Linked DNA regions of Mus musculus: region 1 is linked to region 2. A link is a contact called in public promoter capture Hi-C data. All regions are on one chromosome and are shown on one strand. The core of a region is the stretch at or near the end of the contact, and the rest is flanking DNA. Distances in the headings are between cores, read along the strand shown.

What was found. Promoter capture Hi-C pulls out the DNA fragments that hold promoters and counts their contacts.
Region 1: a contact with region 2 is called in a promoter capture Hi-C map of pre-B cells. The contact joins the promoter of Elac2 here to the promoter of Specc1 in region 2.

The regions. Positions count from the first base shown.
Region 1 is chr11:64,977,603-64,980,302 of GRCm38.p6, forward strand. Elac2 (elaC ribonuclease Z 2) reads left to right here and starts at 1,433. Exons shown (of 24, transcript NM_001362983.1): 1 at 1,433-1,729; 2 at 2,116-2,166; 3 at 2,305-2,375. The coding sequence starts at 1,509.
Region 2 is chr11:61,955,445-61,958,144 of GRCm38.p6, forward strand. Specc1 (sperm antigen with calponin homology and coiled-coil domains 1) reads left to right here and starts at 1,319. Exons shown (of 15, transcript NM_001281818.1): 1 at 1,319-1,445.

The DNA.
Region 1 (2,700 bases), core at 183-2,682, 3.0 Mb after region 2:
AGAAACTCCGACCTCTCAAAAATAGTGATCTTGAACTATGATCGATCCATTTGGTCTCAGCATTAAAAAAAAAAAAAAGTGTGTGTGTCTTCCTGCCCATCCACCCAAGTTGGGAAAGGGTCTCATGTAGCCCCAGGTTCACCTCCAACTCACTATCTTGATTGTCCAGCTCCAGCCTCAGAGCCACCTGACAGTCCAGCCTCAGACATCTGACAGTCTCCCTGAATACTTGTTTAAATACATTTCCTGCAGGTGGCAACATTTTCTTCTCCATAAATTTCTATTATTTATTCTGCGTATCTCTTTAGTGCCACTCAAAGCACCGACCATCAAAGGGCCTTTAGCCAACCAAGCATGCCAAATACGACTCTGGCAGGCCTTGGCTTCACCGCCATACCCTCCATCTTGCTAAAAATCATTAGATTACATCCATAAAGCTAGACACCAAGGTCTATTCCCTTATTTGACCATTTTCTCCTCTTGAGGCTGACCACTAAGGTCCAGCTAACAAAGCACTGAAGTCCAGCCCCTTGAAAAGCCCCCTTTGGCTTATGTAATTAATATACACAATCAAAACAAACCAACTTATCCTAACATCGGATTTTTTTTTTAACCTTTATGAACTGTTATTTGCCTATGGGTCGGTCTCCTCCCTATCCAGAGGCAGCCCTTCGTGTTTCGGGTGCAAATACTCCTCTCTCCTCTCTCTTGACCCTTTTCTCTTCGTCCTAGTCTCTATCTTCTTTCTTTGTCTCTTATTCACTGCCTTTTGTCTCTCTGGGGAAAATAAATCTCCTTTGTTCTGAGAACTTGGTCTTGGGGTGTCCTAAGTCGACTTTCGAGGTCCCCACAGCCATGTTAATTCTAAATATCTCCCAAAGATAAGCACTGTTAAACTATTTCCGTCTTGAAGTAAGGAATGCAAGGCAGAGAGGACCGGCTCATAACAGCAATAAGACGCAACACTACGAAGTTTACTTAGTCTTTTCATCTCTATTCTCACGCCAAAACAAAGAATATCATCTGAAATGTGTTCTTATGGTGGAAATCAAATTAGCCAGATCTATCTCCCATGAGATCGTCACCATCATCATAAGCAAGAACAATGCAAACTTGGAATACTTTTGTCGAAGGGCAGAGCTCCTGACAGAAGACGATGAACCTGAAAAAGACTCAGTCCTTTCCCAGTAATGCCTTTCGAGTACTTGCACTCTCAGAAGTCCCGCTTCCGCCAAGTGACAGTAACCGGAAAACGTCAACAGGGAAAGCCGGAACCGGTGAGGGGGGCGGGGCCTCCGGCGACGCTCTAGCTTTCGCTTACTCTACGTCCACCTTGATTGACAGACTCCGAGCTCCAAGGCTCGTTACGATTGGATGCGGAGCTTTGGATGGGCGGGCAGCTAGCGCGGCGGCGCGCTGATTGGTCAGTTCCGCCATGCGGTGGAGGGGCGGTGCTTGTGGCGGCGTGAGGGGTCTGGCTGCCTTGTCAGCCTGGTGTGGTCGGGTGCATGTGGGCGCTCCGCTCACTGTTGCGTCCCCTTGGCCTGCGCACCATGTCGCAGGGTTCGGCTCGTCGGCCGCGGCCATCCAAAGACCCACTGCGACACCTGCGTACGCGGGAGAAGCGCGGCCCGGGTCCCGGGGGCCCGAACACCGTGTACCTGCAGGTGGTGGCGGCGGGCGGCCGGGACGCGGGGGCTGCTCTCTATGTCTTCTCGGAATACAACAGGTCAGAGTGGGCCGACAGCCCTGGGGGATTGGCCCCAGCGCCACGTGCTCGGGAGGCCTCCTGTCCAATCCTGTATATATCCCTTACCTCCCTTAGTCAGCATGGCTTTCAGGTATCCGGGCAAAACTTCCCGTGCCCCGACTCTCACCATCACCATCCCAAAGCGGGGGCCTCACCGTGAGTGTGTGGGCTAGACCGGTTTCATAAGTCGATGGGGAAAGACATCACTCCCCATTGATCTATACCAAACTACACTCTTCCGTCACTAACCAAAGAGGGCTCAAAACCTACTAGGCAGTATGAGAACCCTGTCATTTATGTCGCTGTATCTACAGTAAAGCATTTTACAGAGTATACTTGTAAGTACAGTAATGTTCCTCCTGTAGGTACCTTTTTAACTGCGGAGAAGGCGTCCAACGACTTATGCAGGAACACAAGTGAGTCAACTCCTGGCTTCTGGGGTGGAGATGATTATGGGCTTGAAAGCTGAGGTGAGAGGCAGATGAGACTTCTCAGCAGACACGGTCTCTGGTCGTCTTTGTTTCATCTGGCTGAAATGTATGTTTTTTTCTTAGACTGAAAGTCGCTCGCTTGGACAACATCTTTCTGACTCGGATGCATTGGTCAAATGTTGGGGGGTTGTGTGGTGAGTATGTGTTTGGAGGTCAGGGGCCGGTGGGAAGTTTCTGGGGGCTTAACATGGCTTGCAGCTCATTTGTTCATCTTCCTAGCCCAGGGGAGATAGAATTCCTGGTACACTAGCTTAGTCAGCTTGAGTAGGGGGTGTGAAAACCTAGACTCGGAAAAGTAGGCCTTGATATGGTTACAACCTCCACCTGGACCACAGATTTAACAACAGAGTGCTGTGGTGGGTGCTGATCAGACTCTGCAGCTGGATTCAGACACATACTGTCATCCAGACTGTGTGGCTGCCAGATTTTGAAAGCATAGTAGTATGGGCAGAGGAGAGA
Region 2 (2,700 bases), core at 69-2,568:
TTGACCTTGTTCAATTCCAGGGCCTCAGAGGTGTCCTAGAGATGTTGGGGAATGAGGGCTAAAGTGAGGGAGAGGTCTAAGCTGGAACATAAACGGTCCCTGCAGTGTATCCACAGAAGCGTGTGTGTGTGTGTGTGTGTGTGTGTGTGTGTGTGTGTGTGTAGATAATCAATGTCAAATGAGTCATGGAGTTATTTGAGGGGAACAAGGGAAACCTAGACAAGTTCTCAAACTTGAATCTATTTCAAAATTATGTCAAGAATTTATATGTAAAAGTACAAATTTCTGGATCCCACCTTTACAGAGGGTGTTTTTCTCTTTTGAATCTAGTAAAACTAAATAGTGCATGAGTGTAGCTCCCTGGTGGACCCTTATTTAGCACATATGGGGCTCTGGTTTTCATCCCCAGCACCACAAAAGATGACCCAAACCAAAACCTAATATTCTCTGTAGGGTGTAGATTCTTGTACTTTAAGCAAGCTCCCGTACAATGTTGAGGGCATTGGTCTGAAATCCTCACTTTAAGAACAATGGACTGAGAGCTTGTTTGGAGACTCTACCTCAGCTACTTGAATACCCTTGATCTAAGACGGGTCTTCCGATCCTCGTGGAAGGTCATCAAGTACATAGTTTGTACACCTGGACACACATGGAACAGTGAGGGAGGAAGGCCAGGCAATGGTGACACTTGCTTTTAATCCCAGCACTTGGGAGGCAGAGGCAGGAGGATCCCTGTGAGTTCGAGGCCAGCTTGGTCTGCAGAGAGAGTTCCAGGACAGCCAGGGCTACACTGAGAAACCCTGTATCGGTGGGTAGGGGGAAGAGGGAGGAGGAAGAGAGGAAAGGAGAGAAGGAGAGAGGAGAGTGGACAAGGAGAGAGAGAGGGAGGAATGGAGGGAGGGACGGAGGGAGGGAGGGAGAGAGAGAGAGAGAGAGAGAGAGAGAGAGAGAGAGAGAGAGAGAGACCGGGTGGTGGTGGGCCTTTAATCCCAGAACTCAGAAGGCAGAAGCAGGTGTATCTCTCTGAATTCCAGGCTAACCTGGTCTATAAAGTGAGTTCCAGGACAGGACAGACAGAACTACATGGAGAAACCCTATCTTGACCCCCCCCCCCCCCCCATAAAAAAACAATAGTCTAAAGTGCCGAGGGGGACCCTCTTTCTTCCCCAGTGAGATGCTCCATCAACGACTACCCATCAATGGAGGTTGAGTCGATGAGAACACAAGGAAAACTTCCGGAAAGAAACCGCTAGATGAGAACGGAGGGTCTGGACTACATCTCCCAGAAAGCCCCGCACTGGCGCGCGGGCGCCCCCTGGACGTGGCCATCGGGAAGGCGCCAGCGGGATCGCCAGGACCTTCCCCAGAGCATCCGTGAGCTAGGAAAGCCGCGGTAGCTGCGGGCTGCAGCGGCGCGGGAGTCCGGTGCGAGAGAACCACGGCAGGTGAGTTGGGGTACGGGATGCTCGGTCCTCTGTTTCTCAGCTGCCTTTTCTCAAGTCTGGCGAACAAGACGGGGTGCAGGAGTCCTGGCTCGGGGACGTGGGGTGCCCTTCTGGAAAGACGCGCTGCGGTCCTGGATACCCAGGCGGCGGGCAGCGCAGGGACCGCGCTGCAGGTGGGGACCGCAGGTGGCCGGCCCTCCCCTCCGGCCGCGGGTTTGGCGCAGCAGCCTGGCACGGGGACCAGGTGGCTCGGCCGGCTGTGGCCCTGGGGAGCCCCAGCCCCCGGGACAGGTGCGTGCGCTTCGGCGGGACTGGAGTGCCGCTGAGTGTTTGTCCACAAAGCCGCTGCATCCCTGTCCTGCCCAGGTGGTCGCCTAGAGCTTGGGCTGAGGGTTTCCAGGACGCCTAGGAGCGCGGGGAACTGTGCGGATGCTGGTGCGTGTCCCCGCGGTGCGCAGGCTAGCGTGAGCGCAACAGTGCCGATCTCTTTTCCTTAATGCCCTTGGAACAAAATTAGTTTTATGTGCTTAAAAAAAACAACAACAACCAAAAAACAAAAAAACAAGTTTGACTCTGAATATCTTAGTTTGATTTTGTGGGAGCTCCAATACGCCAGCGCGCAAGTTTATATAATAAGCAGTATACGCTTTGGGGGAAAAAAAAATCCCATTGAAGGTGCTCTTCCTTGCCCTCTATCGGATGAATTATGTCGAACTGGTTGACATGGGTATCCATTAGTAACTGCGGTGGCTGGAGGCGAGAGATAAAGTGTTTTTGAGTGAAGTCACGACCGAACCCTTTTGATCAGTTTTTGGTTTCATACGATTTGGTTATCCAGTTTCAAACACGATGTTATTTCAACGTTTAAGACGGAGTTGGAGGGTGGAGACCGAGGGTTGTCAATCCTAATACCTTAGTCTAAGGAAAATAGCTTTGCATGATTAACTCAAAGCCATCAAGTTTGCTTATTGATTATTTTGAGACAGGGTCTTGCTAACTATCTCTGACGAGCCACCACATTCGCAGTCCTTTAGTTTGTGTTCCAGATAGTGTCTCCCTAGGTAGTTCTGGCTGGCCTGGAAGTGCTATGTGGCCCAGGCTGGACCCTCCTCCTTCCATTGGGAATTTCAGGAGTGAGCCACCACACTTGGCCAAAGAAAGCAGTTTTAGAGCTAACTCCGCGGCCCCTTCTGAAGCCCGCATCAGTTTTAGTTTTTAAGCTGATTTGTGGATGTGCTGGGTAGATAATTTTATT